2 separate regions of the Gossypium hirsutum genome follow, and region 2 is linked to region 1. A link is a contact called in public Hi-C data. All regions are on one chromosome and are shown on one strand. The core of a region is the stretch at or near the end of the contact, and the rest is flanking DNA. Distances in the headings are between cores, read along the strand shown. Region 1 holds the start of LOC107898424 (a long non-coding RNA gene). Region 2 holds the start of LOC107899420 (NDR1/HIN1-like protein 1).

Region 1 (5,112 bases), core at 1,913-4,412:
GCAACTCACCTTCGGTGGTACGGGAGAAGATAAATGGCGAAAGCGTCCATTGGCGATTAATTCGAGCATCTTAAGTTTTAACAATTTCTAGCTTCAAATAAACTGCAAAATCAAAATAAAAAATATCAAATATTATAGAAAGAGAAAGGCCTAGAGAGACTAACCCTAGAATTTTGGCCAAACTCTAGCAGGAGTAGGAAGGCAAGAGAAAATAGAGGAAAAGAAAGTCAGCGAGTGTGAGCTGTAAATTAAATAAGTATAAACTGAACTTTTAGTGACTTAGTAAATTTCCATTTTAATTAATTAAAAATTACAATTTGATTACTAATTTATTTAAAAAAACAAAAATCACCCAACCATAACAGTGACATTTTTTTAATAATAATTTTACTCTTCACCTTTTATACTTTTTTGTCAATTTACCCTTAATTTTATATAAAATTATAAAAAAATAAATTAGTTAAAACAGAGGAGACGTTTTTGGGGATCGTCCTTTTCTTTCTCTCTAAAAATATGTTATTTTGTAGTTAAAACTATTTTCATCAATTTATTTATTATTAAAATATTTTAAATAATGATAATTAATATATTTTAAATCAAATAATTTAATCTATCTCAAAAATAAGATATAACTAAATTAAATAAGTTTAAAATATATTTTTAAAAGTTTCACTATTATAAATTAATGCACTCACAACTATAATACTAGAAATTCTATTATGTATGTAGAAACCACAGATTTAGAACATAGATGTGTGTTAAGATATGATAAAAATAAAAAATATGATTTGAAATTAATTAATTATATTAACGCATTAAATAGGTGTGATATTAATTTTAAAAAACAGATTAAATTATGAGGAAAACTAAATTTAAACATATAAATAGATAATATAAACAAGACTAGATGCACTACAATTATTTATCATGGTTTTATTATCATTTGTGAGTTAGTATTGAGTTGACTTGTGACACCAACTTGATATTTCTATAATTATAGAAATACTCACGAATTGTATAACTTATTTTAATTACAAAATGACATTTCTATAATTTTTCTAACCGAATTGATAATTTGGTTGAGGTTGGCACCAACTTGATAAAACACTTAATAAATAGTATAGATATACAACCGATGGTGATAATAAATTATGCATATTAAAAAAATGTATAAAAATGATTAAAATGTATAAAAATGATTAAAATGAAGTTATAGTTGGGTGGTAAATTTAGAATTTTATTAGTCCAAATTATGGGAGTTCAAATCTCATCATAAGCGTATTTGTTTTTGTTAAAATAAAAAGATTAAAATACCCTCAAATAGTATAACCTATTTTAAATATAGAAAAGTATTGTCGTAATTTTTTCAAATAGTATAACGTTAAATGAATCTCTCTCTATATTAGCTTTCCTTCTACTATTCAACATAGTTAAATTCAAATAAGATATTATTTACTTCCTATCTCTAATAAAGAAAATCTTTTTTTTTCTTTTTTATATTTTCATTACTTACCCATAACTATGTTTTCAACATTTATTGTAAATTTATGCCACTTACCTTAATTATAAATGTTGAACTAAACAATATAAACATCCAAGTTCAAAAAAAAAAAAATGGTACACAGCAAATTATTCACCAAATTTCAAAACCTCAAATCCAATTTCTGTTTATTACCAGTACCATGGATCTCCGTATTATAAGACATCCAATAAGGGGATGTCTATTGTTTCATATCTTGTCATAAGTTTTATTTTTATTTTTTAAAAATAAAGACTTAATTGTTAATGTCCTTTTATTTTCATATGTATCACTGGCAAAATATCTCTTTAAAAATACACCCCACTTCATTTTTTAAAATATAATTATTTCAGGATTGATATTGAGATTGCCCTCCCCAGTCCCCACCATCCTCAACCAAAACATGTTGAATTGGATATATTCGTACAGGACACCCACCAAGTTTATTTTTAAAAAGTTTTAATTTAGACGATTGGCTATGTCTTTTAGATAATTTTATTTTGATTGATTATTGTATTTTAATTATTTATTTGCGATTGTTTTGAAGGAAAAAAAAATTAAAAGGGCTTCCATCGTGAAATGAATGTGGCAGCCAAAAAAACAAAAGGATATAATTTTGTTTAAGGCCCCTCAATTTTTTAATTGTTTTCTAATTTAATACCTAATTTTAGGTTTCAATTTAATTGCTTTAATCCCTCAAGCATGTTTTAATTTGTGCAATTATATCCTTACATTTGTTCAATTGAGCCCCTAGGTGCATTAATGGTTTTATACAATTTGGGAAGTTGTAAACTTGTTACATATTACATTTTATTAATGCAAAATTGTTAAAATAAGACCCGTACAATTTTATTTCCATATTATCGAAATTGAACAAGAATGTTACATACTACATTTTACTAGTGTAATATATATTTTTCATGGTTTGACTAATATTAATTTTTTTTCCTTTGCAAAATTTTGCACTCTTTTTTGTTTTTATAAATCTGTAGGTTTGCATCTAATTCTTCTTTTAACTTTTCTAACTAATATATTAAAAATAATATATTAGGTAAATATATTTTTTATTATTGGTTTATCTCAAATGATTATTAATTCATTATTTTTAGATTTAATAAATAATATCCATAATGTTAATGGACTACTTCTCAAAATGTAATTTTATATTTTTATAAAACGCAACAACTTAAACTTGAAAAATTATATTTACTTTATATCTAATTTCTTTTAGATCTAATTGGTACCGAATATTGAAAATTGTAAATCAAATTTATATCTATTTTAAGTACTTGACTAGCTCTATTAACTTTTACAATTTCAACCTATATCATACCACTTGTCTTTTGGTAGCCAAAAATTGTTTTCTTGAACCAAGGAAGGTACGAAATGGTGTAAAATTTCTTTAACCAAATGAGATTTAACTACTAAACAAACAAATAATAGAGAAATGGAATAAAAATAAAGGAAACCACTGATGAGGAAAATGGGCTTAAATTTTGAAAAGAGAGGCAATAGAGAGCAACTTGGAGAGGTAGGGTTTTAAAAGAGGGTTAAGGGAAATGTAGATACACGTTGGAAGAGAACTCAAAAGGGATCCCCAAAAGAAAATGCCCATTTTGGTGACTTTTTGATGCTGAAAGAATGGCCTTCAAACATGATAGGCTTCGGATGGGCCACTTGCATTCTACCATTTAAGCATGATAGCCACTACCACCGTCAAACTGGCCCAAGAAAAAACCGACGATGATGACTTTTGGCGCCGGCAACAAAATATGGGATTGGAGAAAATAAAATCAAGAAGAAAGATTTTATTAATTAAAAATAAATTCTTTATTTAATTAAAAAAGGTTTAAGGTATAAAAAGCTCTCAATTTTTTCAGAAAAAGCAATTAAGCCCTTATTTTCTTGTTCACTCAATTAGGTACTTAAACTTTTAAAATGCATAAAAAATACCCTCAAACTTTAAAAAAAAAGCAATTAAGCCCCTATTTTTTTTTTGCACTCAATTGAGTATTTGAACTGTCAAAATGCATCAAAAAGTTCCTTTGACCGTTAACTTTACAGTTGATTGTTAAAGTTAACCACCCCTAATTTTTTTTTAGTTAAAGCCACTACGTGTCACAACTACAGCGTGACATGTGACAAAAAATTATAAATCAATAAAAGTTATAAAAATTATTAAATTTTAATAGAAAATATAAAAATATTAAAAATTAGAAAAAATAAGAAAAATATTATAAAATATTATAAAGTCGTAATAAAATTATAAAAATATAAAGAAATATAAAATTCGTAAAAAAAATTATAAAAATTATTGTACCAGAAGAAACATTTTATAATTTTCTATAACTTTTATTGATTTTTACTTTTATTATTTTTTGTCACATGTCACGTTGTGTTGCGACAAGTGATGGCTTTAACTAAAAAAAAATTGGGAGTCATTAACTTTAATGGTCAACGTTGAAAGTTAATGGTTAAAGGTAATTTTTTATGCATTTTATAATTTTTTATGATTTTTATGAAAATTTATAATTTTTATAATTTTTTTATGATTTCTATATTTTACAAAGTTAATGGTAAATTTTACCACTAAGTTGTAACACCCTTTACCTAACCAAACTGTCAAGTCTAGGTATCGGATGCTGCATTAACTAGATTTACCTAATAATTTTTTCTAATTCTAATTTAGGTACATACTTTAATGACTTAAATTTGAAAATCTAACTGAAATTTCAACTCTTATTAACTGGCAATGAATCTCTAAGACTTTAAGTCTAACGGATGTTTACAAACTTGGATAGTGGTTCAATAACATATATAGGCAACTTAAACCCTGAAGCAAGGCCTCTACGGGTGCCCCTCTATACATATGCACAGCGGCTACTCTTTGCTTAGCTCCTAGTAAAGTTTGTGTAACGACCTGATACTCAGGGTGTTGGATCGCCGGCACCCCTACGGCGCAGCGGAAAAATTTAATAATCGGCGACCCTAACCACGGATCCATGTGTGAGGGACGAATCGGGGTGAAAAGGGTTACGAAATTACCTAATGTTTGTTCTGAGTAGACAACAACTTCTCAACAATGTGTAGTCTGATCTACAATCGAACCAAGCCGCAATCTATTGAGACTCCGACCTCTACGTAATCCACCCAGTTGACTACGAATGGAAGAAATCCCCAAAACAGTTTTGAAAGTAATTTTTCTTTGACGGCTACTAGACCAAAAACAAAGAAAAACGGGATTCTTATATCCTATTATTTTAGGGTTTTTAGGAATTAAATAAATATAATAATATTTTAAACCGAAAATTATAATTACATTAATTATAATATAATTTCGGTAAACCATATATTTATTTGAATTCATATGCTAACCAAATTCATGTCCTCATTAAGCGTACAACAAACTTGAACATAATGTGTTGGAAATTTGATTATCGAATTAAATTAATTCTATAATTAATTTAATTCAAGCGAAACCCAAAAATAATACCAACTATGGTTTATTCCGTTCATTTCAACTATAGGATGTGACCCTGTAGGTTCCTGTAACGTTAGCAGTAATACTAGAACGATTCCAATGTTACAAACAA
Region 2 (5,112 bases), core at 1,658-4,157, 150 kb after region 1:
ATTTTATTATTTTGTTGGAATTTATTTTAAATTAAATTACCCTAATAATTTATTTTATAAGAAAAACCTCAAAAAGCTTGGGTCTGCCTAACTATTTAATAGTTAGAAAAGTCTTGTTCAACTATTCTCCCCTTACGAACAAAAGCAGGTCTGCATTTCATTTTCACTGAAAAAGAATCCCAAGCCCTCCTTTACCAACACTAACCTTTTACACTGTAATAGTCTCGATTCTACTAGATTTTTATCTTCGTTTTGAACTCCTATTATAATCCACTCTCAATTTTATTTATTTATATTTGAATTTTAAGTGATTAAATTTAAAGAAAAATATGGAGGATGAAGATGATCTGCATCATAACTTTATTCACTCTCGCCCTTTCATGTCAAGTTGACGTGTCGGCCAACCCGACAGCTTTCGCACTCAGTGTGAATAATGTTTGTGACAGGACAATGGCGCGTATCATGCACACGCAGCCTCAGCAACTGGTTCCAAAACCCTTTTAATTCGAAGACAAAGTATGAAGTTTCAAACTCAAATCGGAATTTTTCTCCTTTCTTACAGCCTTGACTCATTTATACATCAATTTTGTTTTTTAACTATAAATTAACAAATTAAATACTAGAATTTTACCCGTAATTTCGGCCATCTAAACATTCATTAAATTTATACTTTGAAAATTCAATGCTAAAAATAAAATAATATAGGGAGATTTTAATTACGTTAACAAAATTTATATTTGGTAGTACTCTGCTGAGATGTAATGTATATTCTGGAACCTCAAATAAATAAGTAGGTAGGCCGAGCTGGAAGCTTCCCTGTTATGACACCATTTGCTATTATTTTACTTTTCCTTTTTCTTTCTTTCTTTTTTGTTTGATAATCACTTTTTCTGCTATCTTTTGATTTAGAATATCTTTTTATAATCTTCTTTTGGTTTAGAATTAACTGTTGAATGTTGAACTCAATAATTCATAAAGTTGCTATTTTTTCTTTTTAATTTTCTTTTTCATATGGACTATGGAATCCCAAATTATTTTAAATCTACTTTTTTTTTGGTTTGTTTGTTTCCAGGATTGATTAACAAAAAGTGAGCTTCCCTTTCTTGACTTGACATTGCACAATTACATGAGTAATTTTTGTAGCACCATCCATGAATTTTCTTTTAATTTAATTTTTTAAGTCAAATTCACATTACTTTTTTTTATATATAAATTTAAAGTACTTTACCATTATTTTTTAACTAGTCAACTAAACCACCAATGTTATAGTAAAGGATTTACGGTCATCTAGATAAAAATGGACACCTGTAAAATATTATAAATTAATATAGTGAAATTATAGTTTGATTTCTTCAAAATAATAATAATAATATTTCAATTCTCATATAAATAAATAAATTAAAATTTGATATATAAAAAAATTATACTTTAACTTTCTAACAAAGTAAAATAATTATATTTAATCTTTAAAAAAATATGAAATTATAAATTTATAATGTTTCTAAAAATGGGCAAATGACCAAAAAAAGCTTTTTTTTTCAAAAATTACTGAAATGGGCCAATTATCTAATTATTTATCGGAATGGTCCATTTTTCGCGAAATCGCGTCCACGTCAGCGCGATGTCAGGGTACGCGCCAGGAAATCGCGTCCACGTCAGCGCGATTAGCTGACGTGGACACAAATCGCGCCCTCTAGGACGCGATTTGTTAACGTGGCATCAGTTTATGTTTTTTAGCTTGGAAAACTTTGAAAGGCCATAACTTTTTGCTCGGTTGTCTCATTGAGACGATTTTTTTTATTTTGAATAACTTTTCGAGATCTACACGCTGACAAACAGCCGAAGGCGGTTTGCCGCACTTTTCATCGAAAAAGATCATTTTTTGCCCCTAAATTTTGATTTTTTCGGTTTAAAATTGAATTTTGAAACATTCAAATAATTATTTTCCTTATTTATTTGGAGTAAACATCGGATTTTTTTTACAGAATTGTTGTATTATTTTTTCTGATTTGACACGTTTATGGAATAGGTCCGATAAATTGTTAAAACGTAGGTAATATAATTAAGATAATAACAGTATTTTAATAATATGTCAATTAATTAGTTTAGTTTAGTTGGTTAATATGCTTGCTCTTTTCCTTTAGTACCTTGGTTCAAATCTTGTTGGAAACAATTTTGAATTTTTTTTGTACTTGTTGCTATTGATCTAATATAGAAGAGTTAATTGATTCAAAAAAAAATGTTACCAACAAGATTTGAACCAAGGTACTAAGGGAAATGAGCATGCTATTAACCAACTAAACTAAACTAATTAATTGACATATTATTAAAATACTGTTATTATCTTAATTATATTACCTACGTTCTAACAATTTATCGAACCTATTCCATACACGTGTCAAATCAGAAAAAATAATACAACAATTCTGTAAAAAAATCCGGTGTTTACTCCAAATAAATAAGGAAAATAATGATTTGAATGTTTCAAAATTCAATTTTAAACCCAAAAAATCAAAATTTAGGGGCAAAAAAGGATCTTTTTCGATGAAAACTGTGGCAAACCGCCTTTGGCTGTTTGTTAGCGCGTAGATCTCGAAAAGTTATTCGAAATAAAAAAAATCGTCTCAATCGGACAATCGAGCGAAAAGTTATGGCCTTTCAAAGTTTTCCAAGCTAAAAAACATAACCTGATGCCACGTCAGCAAATCGCGTCCTAGAGGGCGCGATTTGTGTCCACGTCAGCAAATCGCGCTGACGTGGACGTGATTTCCTGGCGCGTACCCTAACATCGCACTGACGTGGATACGATTTCGCGGAAAATAGACCATTCCGATAAATAATTAGATAATTAGCTCATTTTGGTAATTTTTGAAAAAAAAAGGGTTTTTTTTGGTCATTTGCCCTCTAAAAATATCAGATTTATTATTAATTCATTATAAAAATGAATAATGCGAATACATATTATGTAAGCATATACCGTTATTATATGTATGTATGTATAAAAAAAAGGAACACTTTTACCTTAGCACACCCTTGAGTACTCTACACTGAGAGGTAGTGCTTTAATATAAATTCAATTATTGATCCATTACACATCCACTAAAAATTTTGTTTTATATAAATATCAATTACACTAACCTCAACACCGCAGCACGTTCATTTCATTATACAAAAAAAGCAGATAGATAGGTTGAACTCCCTTTTTCTCCCCTTAGAACCAAACTTTCACCGACCTTCACTTTCTGCCTACCATGACGGCCAAGGATTGCGGCAACCATGGAAAAGGCCGGCGGCAGCGCATCCGAAGGCTCTTCGGTTGCCTTCTAGTCTTCCTCCTTATCGTTCTCATCACAATCCTTATCATATGGGCAATCCTCCGCCCCGCAAAACCCCGCTTCATCCTCCAAGACACCACCGTCTATGCTTTCAACGCCTCCACTCCCAATTTCCTCACTTCTAATTTCCAAGTCACCGTATCCACGCGAAACCCCAATGACAGAATCGGGATTTACTACGACAGGCTCGTCATCTACGCCACCTACAGGAACCAACAAACCACCCTTAGGACAGCTCTCCCTCCAACATACCAGGGTCATAATGAGATCAATGTTTGGTCCCCTTTCATCTACGGGAACATGGTCCCTATAGCTCCCGATTTCTCCGTCGCTTTGAAGTCCGAACAAGCTGCCGGAACGATCTTCATGGTGATCAAGATTGATGGACGGGTGAGATGGAAAGTTGGGACTTTCGTTTCAGGCAGGTATCATCTCAACGTTAGGTGTCCGGCTTATATCACTTTCGGGAGCAAAAACAACGGCGTTTCTGTCGGAGAAAACGCTGTTAAGTACCAGCTCGTCACCAGATGCAGCGTCAGTGTGTGAGAGAGCACTCATCAATATCAACAAAGAAGAAGACCAGGCAACTAACGCCGTTTAATCTATATTAAATCTCTCTCTCAGTTTCTTACTTCACGCCGTTAGTATATTTTATTTATTTTCTTTATAAGGGGAGGAGGAAATTGTACATTTTGCTATAGAATAAATGAAAAATGGAAAATTGAAAGCTAAAGCAAAATCTACAATTAAAGAGAAATTGTTTTCCATATCTAAATAAAATGAAATAGTGACATCAAGAAGAAATAATTTTCCGTAGCTTGTAGAATCGCAATTAGTGGAGGTTGTGCTGTCTGTTTCTTCACCTACAAATTGGCTTCTTTTCAAAACATTGGATCTTTAAATTTTATTTTTCCTAAGAAGAAATAGGAATATTTTCTACCTTAATTAGGGTGTCGCTTGTAATTTTTAGATATATAATTTAGTAAAAGCACTGTCGGTAACATGTTTGGGACATTGGGAAGGATAGGGTGTTTTGGCACATGGAAATGGAATTAGTGGTCCTTTTCACTCAACCTAATTATAATTGCGTGTTAGAAAAGGACCTTTTGTAATTTGTCTACTCTCAAAATCAGTCCTTATCCTAACTTTAATTTATTCATTTTTCCAATCCCACCCTTCAGGCCTATACTGTAGCACTACTTAAATAAGTCATAAATATTCTATTTTAACAACATTTTCAATGCTTTTTCTTGCTTGTTTCATTTTATTTCACAATTACTCTCTTGTATTAAGAGTGAGGTGGGGGGTTTTATTTGCATGTTGCCCATTTTTTATGAATCAACACTCCAGCCATGTGTGAGTTGAAATAATTATAAAATACAGGTAGAGAGGAATTTAAGATCCATCACATGCACTTCTCTTACACATTTGGGAATTTCTTATATGTCCTTCCATTTTTCTACATGCATACCATGTTTTATTTTCTATTAATAATTTTTAATTAACATTATATATACTTATCACCAATCAATCAAACAAATATTAAGTTGAAAAATAACTAAAATCTTATTTTTTTTATAGAATAACACATTAATATAAAAATATTTTTATTTTTATAAAATATTATTTTATTGAAATTTCAACTTAAAGAAACTTCAATTTCTAAAGCTTCAACATAACTATTCCATCCAAAGCAACACCACTTAATTTTTGTATAATTTTAACATATATAGTTTGTAATATAATCTACATGTATAAGATGTATATAATATATATG

What was found. A called contact is a pair of places that touch in the nucleus more often than the background predicts.
Region 2: a contact with region 1 is called in a Hi-C map of leaf, with 4 times the contacts expected there. The contact joins the promoter of LOC107899420 here to the enhancer-like site in region 1. A contact is called at or near these places in 2 of 34 Hi-C or Micro-C datasets (both in leaf).

The regions. Positions count from the first base shown.
Region 1 is chrD04:33,015,194-33,020,305 of Gossypium_hirsutum_v2.1, forward strand. It overlaps LOC107898424 (a long non-coding RNA gene), which reads right to left and starts at 226. Exons shown (of 2, transcript XR_001684397.1): 1 at 10-226. Within about 2 kb of position 3,163, at least 2 of the 9 cell types and tissues checked have an H3K27ac peak or open chromatin away from gene starts, as enhancers often do. A contact at or near this core is called in leaf, where this site is marked.
Region 2 is chrD04:33,169,661-33,174,772 of Gossypium_hirsutum_v2.1, forward strand. It overlaps LOC107899420 (NDR1/HIN1-like protein 1), which reads left to right and starts at 2,908. Exons shown (of 1, transcript XM_016825131.2): 1 at 2,908-4,151. The coding sequence starts at 3,252. The coding sequence ends at 3,881.